Regions from separate parts of the Mus musculus genome. Here region 1 is linked to region 2. The links are chromatin contacts, called in public HiChIP or PLAC-seq maps. All regions are on one chromosome and are shown on one strand. The core of a region is the stretch at or near the end of the contact, and the rest is flanking DNA. Distances in the headings are between cores, read along the strand shown.

Region 1 (5,950 bases), core at 1,499-3,998, 170 kb before region 2:
GAGGAGATCTGTGTGATCTTCTGGAAGTGGGAGAAAGGGCAGGGATGAGATTGTGGGCTTTGGAGGAGCAGGAGGAGTAGTAGAGGTCTGCAGTTAGACCATCTGCTTTCCTGGCTGACTTGACCTGGTAAGTCATATTTTCCTGTGGATCCTTTCTAGGATCGGTGACTAGGTACTTGGTTTATCTGGTGCTTTCAGCTTTTCTGTCATGTTTTATAATCTTACAGTCTTCAGAATTTCACAGATGGTGACTCTTTCTGGAGGTTAGATGAGCAATTAAAGCTCTGTCTGGTTGCTTTGTGTCAGTACATATGCTACCCACATTTCATGCTGAATGGAAGCAAACCACACAGTCCTCTCTTGCCTTACTTTCCTCTTTGGGAATTTAGGAATAGAAATAATACTTCTTCCTGACTCTGGTGAGGAATGAGTCACAGGGAAGATGTTATATCTAATTCAGTTAATATCCACCAAAGCCGGCTGAAGGCATAGATCCTCAGACCTGCTTCTAAAAGTAACTTGGTCTAAAACTGTCCTCAGTAGGAGGTCACAGCTCAGAATCAAATGATGTTAGAAACAGAGGCTACAAATTAACCTTCAAGGGATTACTTACCCAGAGGTTGTCTGCTTGACTTAAAGGCATAGGCTTCTACTCTGCTCACTGTTCATCTACTGTTCAGCTTGTCTGAATCTTAGCAGCGGCACATATTTAGCATTCATTCCTGTTTTATTGCCTAGACTTTTACCTAATGAGTTAGGCAGTGGTTGAGTGTTTGAATAGAATTCATGATAGCTTGGGTTTGGTATTTAGTACTGAAAAATAAGAGGAAACAAAGAATATTGCATTGTATAAGAACCAGAAAGGCTTTTGATTAAATTCAACAAACTTTATTGCATATCATGTCTATAATAGAGAAACATCTATACATGGAAGGTAAATCTGGATAATCTAATAATGCAGTCACTGCCTGGATGGAATTTATAATAAAATTAGAGTAGACAGAGCTGTATTGTCAATGCCTGGATTGGGGCTCAGTAAAAGTCTTTTAAACAGTTGGTAAAGGCCATGAGAAGAGTGAAGTGTTGTTATTAGTCTCTAAATATGGATGGATTTTTGAGTGAAAGAGATGGAAGAAAGGTCAATGCTTTGGTTCACACTAGGTAAAGCAGATGTGGGCATTAAGAGGAGGGTTTGTTGGTGTTGAGCCTGGCACATGCTGTGTTGTGATGCGAAAAGCCAACTGGGAAAGCAGCCCAGTGTGCTTCTGAATTATGGGACTATGGTATACAGTCCACAGAGAAAGGTGCAAAATGAGCTAGACATGAAGTTTAAGGATAGATTATAGAGGTTGTACATGCTGTAAAACTTGACTTTAGGCCATGTGAAACATGAGCCTTTGAAAATACAGGCAGTATTGTGCTGGTAAATTTTATATAATAGAAATCAGTTTGGTTTACAGTCCTTCACTATAGAGACTTCAAACCAATCTGCCCATCTGAGATCACTGGACTGAGCTGGGAAGAGACACATAGGGCATATGTAATTCTTTGCAGATTGTGTGCTGACTGCAAGGTGCCATGTCCAGGGCTTGGAATGCTCCGAGGTTTCTTCTAGAATGTTTATATTTAAATCTTCTTAATAAATATACTTGAGACAAAAGGAAGAGCAGATAAAAGATGACAGAAAGGGTGGCAACATCTGACACAGAAGGAGAAAATGCTCAATGAAGAGAAAGGTTTTGAGTCTGGGGAGTGAGGCTCTGTTTCATGGTATCTATGACCTCTGTGAAACCCTATGTACATTTGTGTATCAATGCACTGTAGGGAATGATTGTCTATTAGATTTTTTAATAGGTCTGTGAAACCAACTTAACAGTTAGACTGTCATTTTAGATAGGAGTGATGATTGAATTTGGTAAGCAGTTGTGTGTGCATGTTGTATAACGGTGATATGAGAAAGAGTTGTGAATGACATGAAGATACTTTAAGTTGGACACCTAGAAAATGAACACTCCTGATAATAAAAAAAGAAAAGAGAAATAGATAATAATTTCCTAAGTAAAATTGGCAGTTTTAGAATGAGATAATCTGAGGCACAATAGAACATATAAGATAAAGTAAGAACATGTAGTATTTACTCTAAGTAATGTAACTTCATTCCTAATTCTTTTGTGATTAGATACATTACTGATTATACATACTGGATGTTGGATTTCCGATATGGATAAATATCTGAAGTACATATTTAATGTACCAAAGTAGACCTGGGCTCCAGGTTTTCCCAGCATCCTTTAGTCCTTACCTGGAATACCCTGCCCATAACCCTGAACTCTTCAGCCCAGGGGCTTGGCTTCCACTCCTTCTGAAACTTTTCCCTATATAATATAGAAATTTTGTTCTCTCTCCCTCTCTCTCCCCCCCTCTCCCTCTCCCTCTCTCTCTCCATTCACACTTTATTTCTTTCTTTGCCTCTTTTCCCTGTCTTTGTCTTTCAGCCAGCCTGAAAGTGAATTCACAATAAACCTGCCTTTATGTACATTAATCTGACTTGAGTTGGCTCATATTACTGGTGGAGAATAACATATCACAGGCCAACTCAACGACACTTTGAAGGCAAAAGCAGAGAAGGGAGAAGAGATGGGATACGAGGTAGAGTGTTGGCTTACACAACATTCCACTAGGCTCTTCCCAGGGTCCTAGCAATGGATTGCATCATCATCAGCTGCAATCACCTGCCACTGCCAGGTGTGGGCAGCATATACAAGGACTGTTTCCTACTCCAGTTCTCTTTCTCTGTTCCCAAGTGTTCCTGGCCATTTCTCTCTTGCCCTTTCTGTCCTTCTTTTCTGTCCTTCTCTGCCTCACTTCTCTTTCTCTGCCCTCTGGCTCTGCTCCTGTCTGCCTGCCTCTACCCCTTCTCCAGGTCCTTGCTCTCTTTCCGTCCCCTTTTATCCAGATCAGTTGTGTGTTGTGCTTTCTCAGAGGGATGGGATCTCCCCTGAGAAATTGGCATGGGATCTCCAGGTATCCCTGAGCCCTGTATTGTATTTCAGAACAGAGAAAGAGAAAAGGCCAAAGACAGACTCAAGTCCCACTCTATTGCAAGTTATTTGTTTTATTTTATTAATTTTTTTCATACAATATATTTTGATCCTACTTTCTCTTCTCCCAGTGAAGTAGAAATTTCTGGTTTCTTTATCAATTCAGTTGTGTCACATGATGTTTTTCTGGAAAGTGTCTTGTGAGAAGGCATGTGATATTTTGCTGAAATCAGACACTTGAGAAGGCATGTGATGTTTAGAAAGAATATAAATGGAACCCCATAAACAGTGAGAGGATGCTATTGCATTGCTCTGCGGTACAGTGCTTCATTGGTCTTTGATGGTCTTTGTTGGTCTTTACTGGTCTTCACTTCATAGAAAGCATATGCACAAAAGAACTTCTCGGGGCATTCTGGCTAATTCTGACAGCTTTTGCTGACTCATTCAGACTCAGCAGAACCTTGCTGTTTCTGCTGAATCAGGCTGCTGCCACTATTGATTGGTGTTTGGTGTTTACTACTGAACAGAACTGCTGGTATCTTGACCATGAAGAGTAGCATAGCCCCAAGGAACTACTTCTAAACTGGTCCCCAACAACCTTTACTTATTAACCTTGTTTTTCCCCTACCTCTGGTTGGTGGGTTAGAGGGATGTAGAATTGTTTAAGAACCCCAAATAAAGTAAGTTGTGGAAAAAAATCCAAGACTACACCCAATGTTCCCAGATCCTCTCCTGTCCTTCCTCACCCATTCCCTCAACCCCTGTATCCCTGAAACAAAACAAAAACAAAAGCAATATTGAAACCCCATTAGCCAGCAGGTATCAGAATTTACTGGAAGGTTGATTAGTGTAAAGATTACGGAAGCTAAGAGGTCAAAGGACTTTAAACTTCTAAACTAAACTGGCCAGTAACTTTGTTCCATTCAGAAAATTTACCTTATCTTCCAAGTTCTCATTTACCTCATTTATAAGATGCAAATATGGAACTATTCAAATTGACTTTGGATTGGAGATGAGGTCTATAAATGGCTGGTGAAAGATGTCCTTGTCCAAGCTTGACAAACTCTTTGGTGTTCATTACAGTGGAAGCCAACACAAACATTAATTTCAGAATGACTATAAATTAGAAAATATAGATAAATAAAATTTTAGTTTAGTTGGATTATTGAAAAATTCTCTCCAATCATACATTTTAATTAGTAGATATATACAATAAGCTAAGCAAAATTGTATGTAATTGAAACTGGTAAGACTTTTATATGCTGCTCACCCATTTGGGAACCTCAGTGACAACTGACTTTACTGGTTGCTGATCAACATGCAGTTGAGCTGGAAGTACTTCAGGATTTCAAACTGGAATCATATAATTTGTATTGATTTGCCTTCAGCCTTCATGTGACTTACTAAAAATGTCAATCTAAAACAAATCTTAGTGGATTGAATTACTAGTTCAGCTCTTCCTCTAAATGACAAGACATGAATATATTAGCTACTAAGGCTTCCTCCTGGATATATTTTTAAATTTTAAATTAAAGACATCAAACAGCTAAAATAATTTTTGTGAGTTATTATAACAAACTCCAATAAATTTGGCCTATGATTCTGACTACCAGACCCTGAAATTAATGTTTTTTGTTTTTTGTTTTTTTTTGCTTCATGTTACCCAATCTCCTCTGACTCTAATTCACTTTCTTGTGCATTGGTGCCTATGTGTGTGCTTACATGTGTTTGGTTATATATAAAACCTTGTTTGTAAACATGTGTGCATACATGTGTGTACATATATGTATTTGTTTATATATAAAGCCTTGTATGTAAGCAGTGTATCTGCATGTGTGTGCACACATGTGCTTATGTGCAAAGCTGTCCTTTGCCTCTTTCTCCTGAAGATACTGTAATGACAGCCAGATCCTAGAACAATCCAGAATGACATCTTAGTCTGAAGATCTTACATCTATAAAGAGTTATATTGAAGATAAGATGGATGTTCACTTTTCGATATGTAAGGTAACATTCACAGCTTCTAGGGATTAGGAAAGGGATACATATGTGGGATATCAGCTTTTCTTTTTTCAGACTAGCACAGTGCTTGCCAGAAACTTAATATATGTAGAATTCTGTTTAGAATACATCATTTAAAAATGAGAATGACGCAATTTATGTAAATAGAGATATAAAAATAGGAGAAAATGATCTTAGAAAAAATGAGATTTTATCTTGTCATAAGTCTCCAGACATTGATTCTTATTGTGATTCAGAAATTGTGGAATACTTCTTTTCAGGAAAAGATTTTTTAAAAGTATAGATTTTTTTTTGAGGTAAAAACATAATGAAAACAGTAAGAATAAAAGTTGGTCCCAATACAGAGATACTGCAAAGAGGAATTTCAGGTGGTTGGAATGTAATTAAAATATGTTCATTCTTGATAATAGGAGAAACCATTCTTCTTCCATTTTTGGCTGGTTTTTCCTTCGAAAAACCATCAAGCTCCCAATAATTTACCCTGAGTGAACTTACTGACTCTGCTAGCATTTGATCTGTTTTGTCTGAAGCTAGTCATCACTAGTTTAATGTGCTTGATGTTTATGTTTCCCCACACCTTCCTAGCACATGCCTGCAGAGGCTTTGTCTGCAGTAGGGACAAGGGGGACACATATATAGTATCACAACACTGTTGTGTAAGTAAAAGATTCAGTGAAGGCCCCAGAGAGAAATTCTCAAATCTTGTGGATGAAAGCTAGGTGTGGTTATCATACCTGGAAGCCAGGCTAACTGCAGGCTGGAAGGCTAAGGCAGGAGAACTGTTACAAGTTCTAGGACAGCTTGGAGCACATAGTATCAGATTATCCTGGGATACAGTATAAGATCCTGTCTCAATAACACAGAAGTCCAAGGAAACAAACAAAACA
Region 2 (5,858 bases), core at 1,052-3,551:
ATCTGATGCCCTCTTCTGGGGTGTGTGAAGACAGCTACAGTGTACTTACATATAATAAATAAATAAATCTTTAAAAAAAGTAGCAACTACCCTATAGCAAGGTGGAATGGTCTGCTGACTGAAAGGAATTGTGGCGAACACCAGAACAGGAAGAAACTGCTTGACCTTGCATCACCCTCTGCGGACAGCGTAGCAGGGAGCCGCTACCCAAGCAGAGGAACTGTGTGTAGTTCCATTTCCAGTAGAAAAGGAGAGAAAGATGGGTCTGGGCAGTATGTGAATGCATATTTCTTACTTTATCCAGTAAAAGCTGGAGAAAGTTGACCAGGTTGTGCCTCTTCAAAGAGACCCACAGCTGTTAGAAAATTCTACGATTATTTTGAAATTAATGTATATCAGCACTTACTTAGCTTCTTTATCTGTGTAATGACTGTGGTCATAGCAATTATCTTTTGTTGTTGAAAAGCACTTAGAGGAGTAGGGGACACAGACTGAGAACATATGATCAATACATTTTAGTTATTATTTATTACTACACTGCCATCCTGGTTTGATTTTGATCACTGTCATAAAACACTAACCAAAGCCAACTTGTGGGGGGAAAACTTATTTGGCTTACAATTCCACATCACAGTCCATCATTGAGGGAAATTAGAATAGGAATTCAAGCAGGAACCTGGAGGCAGGAGCCCATGCAGAGACCGTGGACTGGTGCTGCACACTGGCTTTTTCTCCATAGCTTACTCTGCCTGCTTTCTTAGACCATTCAGGGCTATCTGCCCAGGATTGACACTGCCCACAGAGGGCTGGGCTCTCCCACGTCAATCATTAATCAAGAAAATGCCCACACAGACTTGTTCACAGGCCAATCTGTTGATGGCAACTTCTCAATTAAGGTTCCCTCTTCCAAAATAATTCCAGCTTCTGTCAAGTTGACCCAAAACCAAACCAAACCAAAACAAACGAAAAAGACAAGAAAAGAAATGAACAACAAACCCTTAACAACCACAAATTGGCTTGCTTACTTGGATAATCAAGAATTCAAGTACTAAAAATATATTTCAGGGCCTCAAACAATATATAGAGATCTAATACAACTTGGGTGCAACTTGAGAAATAGGTGTAGACGTTTACCCACTGTCAAAACAGCCCCTGGAAATAACTGCAGACTTAATTGATTTTTTTCATACACCGCAGCTGACTAGTCCACCCTTCTCCCATCAGTCCCCAGCATTCATAGCTACCGCCGCCTCTGGACCTCAACCACCATGGTTAGAGGTGCTCCGGCCCAGGAGCAACAGGGCTGAAAGGGCCAAGGTAGCAAGTCAGCTTCATCAAGACTGTTAAGGCCTGGAATTCTGAATTTAGCAGCATGAACTTCTACATGGGTTCGGAAGCACGGAAGTTCAAGGATACTTAGCCATCACTGCGGAAGGGGTGGGCGTAGGTGGGGTGGGGTGGGGGGTGGGGGTGGTAGGTTTTTTTCCTTGATAATATCAACAAAAGAAGGCTGTATGTAGCTTCTGGAATTAAATGGGTGCAGTTTCTTGTTCTTTGTTTTTCCTCCAAGCTGGGGACTGAGGTGAAAACCTGGAGGTGGTTAATTTAATGACTAGACGAGGAGGAAAATGAACCTAAAACCTTCCCACTGCTTCTGTAGACTTCAGTGTCAGACGTTTTTATCCATTAGTAGTTTTACAACACGTTATTAACCCATATCAGTTTTGCCATATTTCATAATAGGATGGATTTTTTTCAGCTATACAAATAGTGACCACTATGAAATGTATTTTATTATGAAATAGTTGAACATTTATAATTGACTGATAGCATATTAGGTTTATTTATAACGATGTCATTTGTGCGACCAAAATTAAACAGAGCGACTTTTGATGAATAGGGATTAAGTTTGCGCTCCCAGCACATCTAGTTACTTTGGAATCTGAAGATGGCATTGTAAGACTCTGATGAGCCTTAGCTTACTGGGGACCCCTGATTGAACCACTCAGAGTGGGGGAAGCATGCAAAAAGCAAGAGGAATTTATTGTTCCAATGCGTTTGGGGTCATCCTGCACCGGAAGGAGAGGCAGCCTCAAGCAGCCCAGTCAGGGAGTTTTTTATACAGTTTTCGGAGCAGCAGCCATTAGTCACAATGTGATTGGCAGAACAGTGTAATTTTTAAACTGATTGGTCACTAGGGGAATGAGGTGGCAAGAACTTCCCTTGTCTGTAGGTGGCCTTGTCTGTAGGTCTGTCCTACAGAATGTGTTTACCTCCTTTGGACCTCCCCAGCCTGCAGGTAGAGGTTGATCAGTGTCTCCCGCCCCACCTTGGCTGAGGAATGTTAATTAGCCCCTCCTTTCTGGAGGGGAGGGGTGCCTAAGTGTTCCATGACCTTTTTTCTTCCAGGAGGGGAGGGGTCTGGTGGCATTTTCCAAAGGTCCTGAACTGGCCTCTTCAACACACCATTAGGTGGGTGAATCCTTTGAATTCTCTGCTTCCCTTCGAATTGGGAAACAGTTTTCATTTACTTTCATAAAGTCGAAGGTAATAAAATGGCAGTTGTTTTTGTTGCCCGAGAAATGGAAGGAGCAAGTTCAAGGATAAAAATGAGTAACTGCTGTGGGCTGAGGTTGTTCGAATAAGCAATTCCGTTCTTTTGTGAAAAATTCTCGGTTCTCCATTAATTACATGAACTTCCTGTAGGGCTACAAAGTATCTGCGGCAGTTATTTAAAGAGCAGCACCACCTAGTGGCTAAATAATGCAACTACTTTATCCTAAACAGAAAAGAAAAACAGTTTCAATATCCAGACAGGTAGCTATCCAAACAGTGTCTGTTATTAGAACTATTCCTCACAAGTTTTCTTATTTACTGACTTCACTGTTTTAAAATATGGTTTTTTTTTAAAATAAAAAGGTCTGTAACCATAACAAATGTTAACTCTTCCATGTTCACTTTAAGAGCATTAAAAATTATTGGAAAGGTCACTGTGGTAATTTTAACATTGTGATCTTTAAAAATGAATTTTAAAGAACCTTTAAAATATTTGCTCCTTTAAGGCATTGAAATTCACTTACTAAAATTATTACATGTTTCTTATAGTCTCATTTGTACGGACATATTTTGAAGGCATTTAGTTCAAAAATCTTCAGCCATAAAATACCATCAGAATTCAAAAAGCCATTTGGAGAAGGACATATATTTATTATACTGTTAGTATGATTATTTAGAGTAGTGATTCTCAACTTAATTTTGGTATCACTTAATATAGTATCTCATCTTGTAACATGTTCCCCAGCCATAAAATTATTTTCATTGCTACTTCATAGCTGTAATTTTGCTAGTAGCATGAATGTAAATGTTTGTGTTTTCTGATGGTCTTAGGAGCCCCCTTGAAAAAATTGCGGGTCGCGACCCACAGTTTGAGAATCACTTATTTGGAGCCAGTCTTGCGCATCTACAGAAGCATTTGGTTCAGAATACAGTGTTGCTGCCCTCTTGTGGCTAGAAGAGCACACCGCGCCTGGATATGATCAGTCAAAGAGAAAGTTTTATAATTTAAGAAAGAAAAGAAAAAAAGGAATGCGAGCCGTTTTCACATTTGTTTATCCACCATAGCCAAAGTTCCAAATGCTTAGTTAATTTACTTACAGGGCCAACCAAAGGAAATGAACTTATTTGAACTTCCCATCTGAATTTATTTAACCATACACTCCCCCAACCACACACATACCCCTACTTACATAACTTTCACTAACCACTACAAACCCTGCAGAACATCTTTTGTAAAAGTACGAGTTAACACCTTTTACCTAATACTGCGGTAATTGGTTTTGTTCTCACTCTTAGTATCTTAAAGAATAAACTGCATCTAAGTTAAGCTGAAAATCCTCCCTTTGACTTCCATTTCATCCTGGGATGAGTTCAGTAGCTCTTTCCAAGGTGCAGGACATGCATTTTATGTGCTGAGATGCTCTGGCCCCTGTCGTTGTGGCACTGAATGGAAAACAAGCTTTCGATGCATGTTCCAAATGCAGAAGCCAAGCGCTTCCTACAATGTTGGCTGGGACACTGCTGCTAGGATGAATGGTGCTTTTCAGATTCCTCGCAGCAGAGAGAGCGGGTTTTCCAGGAGGAGTTCCGACTTCCTGTTTACATCTCTCATCTTGGATTAGGAGTTTTATGGAGGACTAAAGGAAAACAAGGCAGAAACAAAGGAGCGATTTAGCCTCTGCTTTAAGATACAGGCATCTTAGGGCAGCGTTTTTGTTTTTTTTTGTTTTTGTTCCCTGTCTGAAGGCTTCCTAAATACTTCTGTTTACAACAGCCCGCTTGGTACTTGACTTTATAAAGTAGGATCCAGTTGTGGAAGAGGAAGAAATAAAACGCGTCACTTGTTGGGTTTCAGAGAAAGCAAGCAATGGAGACAGCAAAAGTGGTGTTCATTAAAGGAATTTAGGGCATCATTTTGACCTTTAGTCTGGGGTTCTATGCCTTCTGTGATCTTGAGTTGTGTTTCATTTGCCATCTAGATTTGCACTTTTGAACAATGAATTCTTTTTTTTTTTAGAATTAATTTTTTATTAGGTATTTTCCTCATTTACATTTCCAATGCTATCCAAAAAGTCCCCAATACCCTCCGACCCCCCCCCCTCCCCTACCCACCCACTCCCACTTTTTGGCCCTGGCATTTCCCTGTACTGGGGCATATAAGTTTGCAAGTCCAATGGGCCTCTCTTTCCAGTGATGGCCAACTAGGCCATCTTTTGATACATATGCAGCTAGAGTCAAGAGCTCTGGGGTACTGGTTAGTTCATAATGTTGTTCCACCTATAGGGTTGCAGATCCCCCAAGCTCCTTGGGTACTTTCTCTAGCTCCTCCATTGGGGGCCCTGTGATCCATCCATTAGCTGACTGTGAGCATCCACTTCCGTGTTTGCTAGGCCCCTGCATTGTCTCACAAGAGACAGCGATATCTGGGTCCTTTCAGCAAAATCTTGCCAGTGTATGCAATGGTGTCAGCGTTTGGAAGCTGATTATGGGATGGATCCCTGGATATGGCAGTCTTTAGATGGTCCATCATTTCGTCACAGCTCCAAACTTTATCTCTGTAACTCTTTCCATGGGTGTTTTGTTCCCAATTCTAAGAAGGGGCACAGTGTCCACACTTTGGACTTTATTCTTCTTGAGTTTCATGCGTTTAACAAATTGTATCTTATATCTTGGGTATCCTAAGTTTTTGGGCTAATATCCACTTATCAGTGAGTACATATTGTGTGAGTTCCTTTGTGATTGTGTTACCTCATTCAGGATGATGCCCTCCAGGTCCATCCATTTGCCTAGGAATTTCATAAATTCATTCCTTTTAATAGCTGAGTAGTACTCCATTGTGTAGATGTACCACATTTTCTGTATCCATTCCTCTGTTGAGGGACATCAGGGTTCTTTCCAGCTTCTGGCTATTATAAATAAGGCTGCTATGAACATAGTGGAGCATGTGTCCTTCTTACCAGTTGGAACATCTTCTGGATATATGCCCAGTAGAGGTATTGCTGGATCCTCCAGTAGTACTATGTCCAATTTTCTGAGGAACCACCAGACTGATTTCCAGAGTGGTTGTACAAGCTTGCAATCCCACCAACAATGGAGGAGTGTTCCTCTTTCTCCACATCCTCACCAGCATCTGCTGTCACCTGAATTTTTGAACTTAGCCATTCTGACTGGTATGAGATGGAATCTCAGGGTTGTTTTGAATTGCATTTCCTTGATGATTAAGGATGTTGAACATTTTTTCAGGTGCTTCTCCGCCATTCAGTATTCCTCAGGTGAGAATTCTTTTGAACAATGAATTCTTC

What was found. HiChIP or PLAC-seq counts read pairs in DNA pulled down with a chosen protein or histone mark.
Region 1: an H3K27ac HiChIP or PLAC-seq map of embryonic stem cells shows a contact between it and region 2, with 15 read pairs. The contact joins two enhancer-like sites. A contact is called at or near these places in 1 of 39 promoter capture datasets (embryonic stem cells), 3 of 15 datasets of contacts at CTCF or cohesin (CD8 T cells and embryonic stem cells), 40 of 484 Hi-C or Micro-C datasets (the HL-1 cell line, the N1E-115 cell line, cerebral cortex and 14 more), 11 of 115 datasets of contacts at active chromatin or transcription factors (astrocytes, bone marrow-derived dendritic cells, embryonic stem cells and 1 more) and 1 of 9 other capture datasets (embryonic stem cells).

Annotation. Positions count from the first base shown.
Region 1 is chr15:41,327,064-41,333,013 of GRCm38.p6, reverse strand. No RefSeq gene overlaps it. Among named protein-coding and RNA genes, the nearest start is that of Gm41312, 13 kb to the right of the region's middle. Within about 2 kb of position 2,748, at least 18 of the 459 cell types and tissues checked have an H3K27ac peak or open chromatin away from gene starts, as enhancers often do. A contact at or near this core is called in embryonic stem cells, where this site is marked.
Region 2 is chr15:41,160,679-41,166,536 of GRCm38.p6, reverse strand. No RefSeq gene overlaps it. Among named protein-coding and RNA genes, the nearest start is that of Gm46502, 10 kb to the left of the region's middle. Within about 2 kb of position 2,301, at least 50 of the 459 cell types and tissues checked have an H3K27ac peak or open chromatin away from gene starts, as enhancers often do. A contact at or near this core is called in embryonic stem cells, where this site is marked.